Regions from separate parts of the Mus musculus genome. Here all the other regions are linked to region 1. The links are chromatin contacts, called in public HiChIP or PLAC-seq maps. All regions are on one chromosome and are shown on one strand. Each heading gives the region's core, a stretch centred on a gene start, on an enhancer-like site or on the middle of the called end of the contact. The rest is flanking DNA. Distances are from core to core; before and after follow the strand shown.

The links. HiChIP or PLAC-seq counts read pairs in DNA pulled down with a chosen protein or histone mark.
Region 2: an H3K27ac HiChIP or PLAC-seq map of extraembryonic endoderm stem cells shows a contact between it and region 1, with 7 times the contacts expected there. The contact joins the enhancer-like site here to the promoter of Zkscan5 in region 1. A contact is called at or near these places in 2 of 39 promoter capture datasets (cranial neural crest and embryonic stem cells) and 7 of 115 datasets of contacts at active chromatin or transcription factors (double positive thymocytes, embryonic stem cells, extraembryonic endoderm stem cells and 3 more).
Region 3: a contact with region 1 is called in an H3K27ac HiChIP or PLAC-seq map of embryonic stem cells, with 12 times the contacts expected there. The contact joins the promoter of Gtf3a here to the promoter of Zkscan5 in region 1. A contact is called at or near these places in 2 of 39 promoter capture datasets (cranial neural crest and embryonic stem cells) and 4 of 115 datasets of contacts at active chromatin or transcription factors (embryonic forebrain, embryonic stem cells and pancreatic cancer cells).

Annotation. Positions count from the first base shown.
Region 1 is chr5:145,203,175-145,206,506 of GRCm38.p6, forward strand. Zkscan5 (zinc finger with KRAB and SCAN domains 5) reads left to right here and starts at 1,385. Exons shown (of 6, transcript NM_016683.2): 1 at 1,385-2,534. The coding sequence starts at 2,121. It also overlaps a transcript of Zkscan14 not described here.
Region 2 is chr5:146,297,830-146,301,055 of GRCm38.p6, forward strand. Cdk8 (cyclin-dependent kinase 8) reads left to right here. Exons shown (of 13, transcript NM_153599.4): 10 at 974-1,071; 11 at 1,669-1,747; 12 at 1,863-2,021. Among named protein-coding and RNA genes, the nearest start is that of Gm52832, 7.0 kb to the right of the region's middle. Within about 2 kb of position 1,507, at least 48 of the 459 cell types and tissues checked have an H3K27ac peak or open chromatin away from gene starts, as enhancers often do. A contact at or near this core is called in extraembryonic endoderm stem cells and pro-B cells, where this site is marked.
Region 3 is chr5:146,946,569-146,950,332 of GRCm38.p6, forward strand. Gtf3a (general transcription factor III A) reads left to right here and starts at 2,089. Exons shown (of 9, transcript NM_025652.3): 1 at 2,089-2,407. The coding sequence starts at 2,213.

The DNA.
Region 1 (3,332 bases), core at 135-2,634:
GCAGGGGTTGCAATTCCACGGTAGTCTGTTTTGGTGGGCCCCTGAAGTGTGACAACAGGTTCTCTGATACTACCAGTATTCGAAGGACTTGGAAAATGATGAAAACGCCTCAAGAGAGGGGTAGATAATTTAAAATGGGATTTACAATTTAGGGTAACAGGCTTTAAGCAAAACTTCTGTCTTCAAACTATTGTTTCTCCCCAGCCGCCTGGCTGCCATGCTCTGGGCGCATCTTTCAGCTTTTCAGCCGATACAGCAACAGGCGCTTTTTTCCCTCTGCTGCATTCGTTTTGTTTGTTTTGTTTTTCTCTTTTTTTCTTCCTTTTTCTCTCTCTTTCTTCCCTCTGCTGCATTCGTTTTGTCTCTTTCTTTCCCTTCCTTCCTTCCTTCCTTCCTTCCTTCCTTCCTTCCTTCCTCCCTTCCTTCCTTCCTTCCTTCCTTCCTTCCTTCCTTTCTTGACAGGGTTTCTCTGTGTAGCCCTGCCTGTCCTGGAACTCACTTTGTAGACCAGGCTGGCCTTGAACTCAGAAATCCACCTGCCTCTGCCTCCCAAGTGCTGGGATTAAAGGCGTGCGCCACCACCGCGCGGCTTGTTTTGTTTTTCAAAAGCTAGTCAAGTGCAGAAGCAATAGAAAAAAAATACGAACAATTAATTGATATAACTTTCGGACTAGACACCCTGATGCCCTTTAACATTAAAAAATTACCTAATGCCTGCGGGGAAGGGGCTTACATGGAGAGCTGTGGAAGTCAAAGGACAATTTTTGGATGTCTCAAGTCCAGGGATCAGCTCATGTCATCAGGCTTGGCAGTAAGAGCCTCTATCACGGAGCCAGTCAGGTCTGCCTCCCCGGCAGCATATTAATAAGCCCTGGAGACAGAGAGCCACAGCCATATTGGCTAGACTTCGCGCGCAGCTCCTTGGGAGATGTAGTCCCGAGAGCCTCAGCCACTCTAGGGCAATAAAGAATCTTTGCGTGTTTAGAAAAGTGGCCAGGATGGTGCAGACCTACTTCAATTCCAGAGTGCTGCGGTGGGTGGGTGGGTGAGGCTGTGCTCGACCAATCAGAGGAGAGAGAGGGTGGACCTATTTTGTTTGTTTGTTTTCCCCGACCGGCCCCCTAGATTCCTACCCTTGAGCTAAGCCCATGCTCTGGTTTTGGGGGTGGGAAATAGATTAGCTCTATTTTCCCCAGGCTCTTGTAGCCTCTTGCTTGAGGGTGACTGATTGGTCAGCTCCACAAGGGGGCGGGCTCAGGAGTAGCTCCTCCTTCCCGCTGTGCTGCTAGGACCTCCGGGATTCCTAGAGAGGCTGCGGAAGCGCTCTTGGGGGTGGGATTTATGGCTGAAGCTCGTACTTGGTTACTTCCGGCGATGAACTGTTGGAAAGTGTCGGACTTGCCTCTCTCTTGGCTTGTGAGAACTCCATCTTCCAAGCCTGGGCTGCGGGGAGTTTGATCTTTGGGTCCCCGGGACTTAAAGACTGGAGAGGAGCTGGTAGGACATTGTGTCCACACTGGAGTCCTGTCCCTAACCTTGACCCGGCTGGTCTCTGTCTCCAGGTCAGGAGCTATTACAAAGAATCCAGGTCCAAATTTTTTAGTATAACCGTACTTCTCATAGAACTAATGAAGTCTTTCGTTTATCTATCAAGCTCTTATGGCTTGAAAGCCAGAATGAGATATGACCATTTTAATGGGTTTCATTCCTATACTGACTTCAGTTTGGCTTATGATCGAGAGAAGAAACGACTCCGTCTGGAATAATTTTGTCCCGTTATTTATATGAGATATGGACTTTCTCATTTTTAAAACTGTTTTAAGTTGGGCCTGATGTCACTTTTTAATGGCCTTTTTTTTTTTTACGTTATTAAAATCTGGACGTAGTCGCTATTAGCTGTTTTATGGGAGAAGTGATGACTAACTTCTCTATATCTTAAAGTGAATGACTTTGTTGAGTGGTTTTTCTTTAGTCTAGATGACGTCGTTGCCACCTCTCTTAGCTAATAATAATTCCAGACATTCCAGTAAGGTTGTTCACTACAAAAAGTGCCCTTTAGAAGAGCAGAGAACAAATCGGGTTAGTGTAACGGGCTAGAGTCTAGAGACTCTTCAGTTGGAATGATAATGACAGAATCCAGGGCAGTTATACACTTAGAGCCTCCCGCTGAGACTTCGCAAGAGCAAGCAGACCTTCTCATAGTGAAAGTAGAAGAAGAGGACTGCTCCTGGATGCAGGGATACAACCGGCCAGTGCTTGAGACTTTTTACCAGCGCTTCAAGCACTTCCAGTACCATGAGGCAGCAGGACCCCGCGATGCTCTCAGCCAGCTCCGGGTTCTCTGTTGTGAGTGGCTGAGGCCGGAGCTGCACACCAAAGAGCAGATCCTGGAGCTGCTGGTGCTGGAGCAGTTCCTCACCATCCTGCCTGAAGAGTTTCAGGCCTGGGTGAGAGAGCATCACCCCGAGAGTGGGGAAGAAGCCGTGGCTGTGATAGAGAGTATCCAGAGAGAGCTGGAGGAGCGCAGACAACAGGTGCGTTGCAAGAGGAAACGGGGACAGTGAGGAAGGAGCTGCCATGCAGTCTTAGCCCTGTGGTGCTTCAGTCGTTCATATTCTGGCTTTGCTGTTGTTTTTGAGACAGCCCCACTATGTATCCTTGGGTGTTCTGGATTTCACTATGTAGACCAGAGATCTCTATGTAGACTCGAACTCACAGAGATCCACCTGTGTCTGCCCCGCCCCTCCAAATGCTAGGATGAAAGGCGTGTGCCACTGTACCCAACATGTAATGAGTTTTAAAGAATAATGTGTTTCTTCCTACTCCTGCCCTTCTTCTTTGAAAATTAAGCTCACGTTCCCTACTTGTGTTTCTTTTCTTTTTACCCTTTTATTCCATTTATGTGAGTACATCATAGCTGTCTCCAGACACACCAGAGGAGGGCATCAGATCCCATTACAGATGGTTGTGAGCCACCATGTGGTTGGTGGGAATTGAATTCAGGACCTCTGGAAGAGCAGTCAGTGCTCTTAACTGCTGAGCCATCTCTCCAGCCCCCAGGTTAACTCTTTATTTCCTGGTTTCTGGGTTTCATGCTTTTAGAATCCTTTCTTCACTGCAGTTTTTGAAAACCTTTCCTCAGTCTGTTTTAAACTCGCTTTTTGACAGACTGCTTCATTTAGAATGTGTTCTGATGTACTGCCTTTAATATGGCTTCAGCTATTTTCTCACACATAGCTATACCACTACTTCAGCAACTTAAAAAAAAAGATTTTAGATTTTTAGAATTATTTATTGTAGCTGGGCATGGTGGCGCATGCCTTTAATCCCAG
Region 2 (3,226 bases), core at 257-2,756, 1.1 Mb after region 1:
AGTGTACTTTATATAATAAATAAATCTTTTAAAAAATAAAAATAGTTTCTTTAATTCTGGACTTTAACCACAGGACCTCACATGTACTTTACTTTCAGGCCAAGTGAAAGTTGGTATCTTAAATGAGTCCTACTATCTCTGCATTTTAAAGATATTTGTAAGGCCTCTTATCCTCTATGAGTCATCATTCCTTAAATCTTTGTTTATTAGTTTATTACTTTTCAAACCAATCCCAGTCCAGCAACACAGACCCCAACTGGGAACTTGTTGGAAATGCAAGTTCTTAGATTCCTGTTCACATCTCTGTTTCTCTCTCTCTTTCTCTCTTTCTCTCTCTCTCTCTCACATACACACACCACTCTATCTGACTCTGGGCACAGGGCTCAGCTCTCTATCTGTCAGGCTGTGGGATCAGGCCTCAGCTCTCAGCCTTGCAACAATTGTGCTGCACTCTGAAGTCTGCAGATCAGAGCAGGAGGCCATTGTTCAGGTGTCTCTTATATCACATTAGAAATAAACATTCCTAGAGAGCAGTGGTGGTACACACCCTTAATCCCAGCACTTGGGTGGGAGGCAGATAGGTCTCTGAGTTCCAGGAGAGTCAGGGCTGATATACAGAGAAACCCTGTCTTGGAGGGGGGAGGGGGAGAGGTGGGGTGGGGAGAAACAAACATTGCAGATGGTGCTGCATTTTCGCACTAGTATAGCATCTCTGGATGTGACAGGGATGAGCTAAGTGTAGCTACAATACTCACACTTAGGATTCTTTCTAAAGAACCATCACAATTCATTTAATACTGAAAACAAGCTGTAGTAATTGGTGATGTTTTTATTTTCCATCTGGAGAGATACAGTTATAAAAAGGTAAACTGACCTGCCCAGTACCCTCAATGGATAAATTGTGAGTCAGGGTTTGGCGTAGACACCGACGTTTCTGTGGGAGCATGCTCTGATATATGACTTGTGATTTCAGCTTCAGAAGTTGCTCACTATGGACCCAATAAAGCGAATTACCTCAGAGCAGGCCATGCAGGACCCCTACTTCCTAGAAGACCCACTTCCCACGTCAGAGTAAGTGGCAGATCTGCTGGCTTCCTGTGACTGGCATCTTTAAGTGTGCTTCCTTCTCTTGTCACACTAAGTTGCCACGCCTCTGAGGGACCTGAAGAAACTGAGCGTCTCTGCTCTAATGCCAGTTTTGGTTTTGTGGTTAAGAGGCATTGCTGAAATGGATGCCTCTTACTCAGTGATGCGTTCACTGTGCTATGGCTCCTTCTACTTGCTAGGATTTTGTGGGGCTGCCTGCAGTCAAGGGTTCTGATATTCTGGAGTAGCAGTTCTAAATAAATCTGCCTTCTCTTTATCATCTTTTGTTTTAACCGTGGAAGGGCAGATGAAACACTGCGAGCTGTGGTAGTGGATGAGAGAGCTGTCCTAGTTGGTGATTATTGATGAGGTTACGCAGAGAAGGACCTTCAGACTGCCTGCTGCAGTGTCATTGGTTAAAGGATTTTTTTGCATCAGACTCGCATGAAAGATGCTTATATCTCTGTAACTATGGAAACACAGTCCCGTCTTCTTAGAGAGTGACAGCGAGTCACCTAGATGAAGCATTGGAAATACCAGGCAGCCAGTGAGACAGCTCTCTTCTTTTTCTCTTGTGACTAGTGTTTTCGCCGGTTGTCAGATCCCATATCCCAAACGAGAATTTTTAACAGAAGAAGAGCCTGATGAGAAAGGAGACAAAGTAAGTATTAAAGTACAGTTGGAAGTGCCTTCTGCATGGCCTCCGGGCCTCTGGCACGCAGCCAGTTTCTGTTCTCCTCCTGAGTTGAACTGTGTTTTCTGTTTAACCAATTGAGAAGACCCAGCAGCAGCAGCAGGGCAACAACCACACTAACGGAACTGGCCATCCGGGGAACCAGGACAGCGGCCACGCACAGGGGCCCCCCTTGAAAAAAGTGAGAGTTGTCCCTCCTACCACTACCTCAGGTGGACTCATCATGACCTCCGACTATCAGGTACTGCAAGTGGCTTCTACTGACCTGCTGTTGTGGGGTTTCTAAACGATCTGTTGTAAAGTGTGGACTACAGTAGCGTTTGTGTTCCTGGAAAGACACAGGCATGGGATGCTATAGGTATGGAAGTCTACAGACATGGAGACTAGAAAGGGATCAGCTCTTGGGACAGACTTGGAGTAGAAAGTCCAGTAACTTGAGACCTGTGGCATTTACAGCACATCTGCTGGGGTTGGGAGATAGTGCAGCAGGTAAAGTCCCTTCACCAGGAGGATTCAGACTCAAGCACCCGTGTAAGTGCTTGGAGGCTTGGTGGCCCATCTGTACCCCTTTGGTCCAGTCATTTCAAAGGCAAAGACAGGATTCTAGTCAAGTGAGCTCTAGGGTCAATTGAGAGGCCTTGCTTCTGTGTCAAGTGGAGAGGAATCAACATCACCTCCGGTTTCCACACGCATTCGTGCAAAGTGAAGCAAAACACAGCTTCAGTGTTTCTCATCTATAAAATGAAGTTGGTAAGTCAGCTTAAACATGTGTGCCTTGAACTTAGCCAATGGCTGCTTTTGTTCCTGAGCACTGTAGAAGAGGAGTCAAGGCCACGGGCTCTTAGATCCCACCTACTTCTGTTCAGCCTTGAGTAAGAGAGAGACCTGGATGTTCTCCATGTCTTAAGTGTGGGGAGGAAGGTAGAACAGAAATCGCTTGCAGACGGCATCAGCAGCAGCAGAGTAGAAACAGTGACTAGAATGTGAAGCTGTGGGAAGACTGAGTGGCTGTGTGTTCTGAACATGGTGGCCTGCCTGGGGAAGCCCTGCACAGAAAGTGCCCTTACATGGTAGAATGCAGCTCATGAAGGATGTATGAGTTTGTGTATGTTTTTATATGTGTGGGCACACAGGCATGTGGATGTAAGAATGTGGTGTGTGTGTGTGTGTGTGTGTGTGTGTGTGTGTGTGTGTGTGTGTGTGTGTTCAGGCCCTAAGTTGATATCAGGTGTCTTTCCCTTGTTTACTGTGGCAGTGTCTTACACTGAACCCAGAGCTTGCAGATGTTAGCTAGTCTAGCCGACCAGCTTCCCCTACAGATCTTGTCTCTTCCTCCCAAGTGCTGGGATTACAGAGAGCCACCATGCCTACCAGCTTTTTTTGTTTTGTTTTGTTTTGTTTTGTTTTGTTTTGTTAAATACGTGTTTGTTTGTTTGTTTGTTTGTT
Region 3 (3,764 bases), core at 839-3,338, 1.7 Mb after region 1:
TACCCCCTCAAGACCAGACACCTGACTTTGTTGATGACAATGGCCTCTTAGTGTGCATTTAGTATTTCAGAACTTTCTTTCCCATCCACTATATGGCCACTTCTTCTTTAGTATCATATTTATCCTCTCAAGCGTTGGATTAAAAAAAAAAACGATCTCTATGATTCTTTCTAATCATAGACAATGCTAGAGCGGGAAGGAGCAGCTTCTGGAAGGGACGTCTTCCTCAGTTGTGGGCTGTGGTGTGGTGAGGGCTAAGGGTTCTCAACGTGCCACCCGGTGACACGTCAGCCGGATGGGAAGGTCTTGATGGAATAAACAGAGACAGGATGCAATCTGGAATTGTTTGTGGGAAGAATAACCCCGAGTAGCAGAATGCTCTTCATGAAGTTGAGGATGAAGTGAAGTCTCCTTGAATAGCCCTGTTCTGATGGGATCATAGCTCTCACCCACCCTGCAAACCATGTTGGGTTCAGCATTCAGGAGTGAAAAAGATCTCCAGCCACTTTGGATGAAGGCTAATAAATGAACTTCACTAGCTGGAATAGAGATGCAACAGTTCTAGCTATGGCTTATGTTTATTTGTTTTGTTTGTTTTATTTTTTTTGAGATAGGGGTTCTCTGTGTAGCCTTGGATGTCCTGGAACTCACTCTGTAAGAGCAAGCTGGCTTTGAATTCAGAGATCCACCTGTTTCTGCCTCCTGTGTGGGGTTAAAGCCATGCACTACCACTACTGGGCTAGTTCTGTCCATGTTCATGACTCACAATCTGCCCCCCTCCCCCAAACACACTCCCCATTCCCGAAACTGGTATGTTAGGGTCTGGAAAGAACCTGAATCCTGGCTGGGTCCCATATTGTCTAACCAGGGTTATCAAGCAGGAGGAGAAAAAGAAGATGAAGAAGTCCAGGCTGCTTGACTGAGACCAAAATCCTTGGAAAACAATGGTCACAGGGGTGGGATCTCAGAATCTTCTAGAAGCTCATCTTCAGGGAAAAGGAGAGACAGAAGACTGGAGCTGAAAGAAGAGTGTCCGCTGATGGGGTAGAGCAGACAAGAGAGTGAGAAAGGGGAAGAGGGACTGGAAGGAAGGAAGAGCCGGCCAGCAATCTGCACATGCGCATGGGGCATGACTACAAGGAGCAGAGGGGGCCGTGAGCATGAGATCCCAACAGGGCCGCACAGAGAATGACCTGTCAACAGTGTTGAGACCGCCCTCCATTCAATCCTTTTTCTTGTAGATTAGTTTGACTGGAATAAAGTACATTTTAACCTTCTTCAGTAAAGATATTCATTAAAAAAAAAAAAAAAAAAAAAAAAAAGCTGGGTGTGGTGGCGCACGCCTTTAATCCCAGCACTCGGGAGGCAGAGGCAGGCGGATTTCTGAGTTCGAGGCCAGCCTGGTCTACAAAGTGAAGTCCAGGTCAGCCAGGGCTATACAGAGAAACCCTGTCTCGAAAAACCAAAACCAAACAAACAAACAAACAAACAAACAAGCTTTAAGATTTCCCATGGTTGTCGTCATCCAACTAGCAGAAAGATCGGTTCTGCCCTTCATTGATGCACTACACTTTGCCAGGGAGGATTCGAATAGGGTATTTTCCAGTCTCTGCCATTACGGAGATTAAATCAAGATAAGGGAAAGAGGAAATCCCACAACTGAAAACAGCGTCAAACACTAGAGGACTCAGTGATACAAAAGGAAAGTTGACAAAACACCAGCACAATTGCTGTCAGAAATTAAGGTTTAATTGGTCCTGGTTAAGTTCTGGGCTTCGGAATTTTGAAAAAAAATTCCACGTGACTCGAAGGAGCAGACAAGCTTGGGATTCACCATGTCCTGAGGCTAGTGGCAGGATGCAGAGGGCAAAACTGGAATGTGAAAAACAGGCCACCTTAAGTCATGTCAGGTTGATATTTGGGACGTTTAAGCAGCGCTTCCGTTTCCCTAAGCCGCGAAACCAGAGCCCAGAGCCTGGCTGCCTCTCGCCGTGGACGAGTCCTGGATGCGCATGTGCAACCGGGCTCTACGGCCTCTGGGAGCATGCGCAGTCGTGGCGCGCGTGGGGGGGGGGCTAAGGGGCGGGGCCTGGAGCCTTAGCGGGCCGCGTTCCCGGAAGTTCAAAGTCTCCGGGCGCCAGTGGCTTGCGTCCCGCGTTCCCGGGGACGGCACGTGGCTGCCCCGCGTCAGCCCGGGCCCGATCGTGTCGCCCTGGAGCCGCGGGTGTCAGTCGCGGAAGCGGTGTCGTCGCTGACCATCGCGGATGCGTTCGTCGGGGCCTGTGAGGGCCCCGCGCCGCCGCGCCCCGCGCTGCCCAGCAGGTTCATCTGCTCCTTTCCCGACTGCAGCGCCAGTTACAACAAAGCCTGGAAGCTAGACGCGCACCTATGCAAACACACGGGGGAGGTAACCTGGCCGCCCGTGTGCACGGCAGGGCCTGGCGCAGGGGCTGCGTCCTGGGCTTGGCTGGGGCAGGGCAGGGCAGGGCAGGGCAGGGCAGGGCAGGGCAGGGCAGGGCAGGCGCTCTGCAAAGACCGAATTCTAGGATGTCAGGATTTCCTGCAAGCAACAAGTGTGCACCCTTTTAATTGCAGGCGGGCTTTGGTCGGGTACTAAGGCTGTGGGTAAAGGTGGTCAGGAAAAGCCTTCCTGCTTGGCCCTTTACCCTGGTTCTTATATTTGGTTGTACCCTGGTCTATCTCTTGACAGACTTACCAACCCACTGTTGTCCCTCATAACATACTTTGTAACTTTATCCCTGTTTCTCTTTGACCATTCTGTTCCCACATTTTGGCCTTTCTTTGTCCCTGTGTCCGAGGCAGAGCTTGCTTTCTAGTGGACACTTAAAAGTTGTGGTTCATCACCATCATCATTATTATCATTGTTTTTTTGAGACGGGGTTTCTCTGTGTAACTCACTCTGAACTCACTCTGTAGACCTGACTGGCCTCGAACTCAAAGATCCACTTGCCTCTGCCTCCAGAGTGCTAGTATTAAAGGTGTGCACCACCACACGTGGCTTTGAAGTTGTGTTTATTGTTCCAAACTCGACAATAATTTGATTAGTACGGGTCCTGCCCTGGGACTGGATCTGAACAAGGTTCTTTGACGCCGTGCTGAGCAGTGTGGCTCACTTGTGTCTTCCTGTCCACTGGCTGTGATTGAAGGCTTGATGCCACCTTTCCTGTATTTCAGATTATTTCCATAGTTGGGAAACACAGAACTGGATGTTAGGATATGATATAGCTTTACTGTGGATTCATGACAGCATCCCCTTCCCCACCTCCAGGGTCCCACTTGGAGATTGTGTTTGGGGCTGGGAGCTGTTTCCTTCGGTTGCCTTTGCACCTGTGAGCTTTTTCAGCTGTTGTGACACATTTAACTGTCTCTGTGCCTGCTATCTCTTAGTATGGACACAGGTCACCTGCGATGAGATGCAACCTTTCCTCTGCCTCTTTGCTGTAAAATGATGCTGTAGCAGAGATCTGGGCAGACAGGCTATCTGGGTTCAAAGCCACCTTGAAAAGGGGTTTGCTGGGGAAGCCTGCACCCCATAGGAGCAGGCTAACCTGCCTATCAGATGCTGGACATCCATAGAACAATAGCCTGTGTGCCACGGTGACTTGTGGGACGATGGGGTGTTTTTGATGTGGAACTTGGTTCTACAGTGCCTGTGTTTGGCAGGCACCTTTCTGAATGGACACGTCTCTGGAGGGAAATCTGAGGTGTTGCCTGCCACAAGTCAGACTTTTAACAGCACAGAG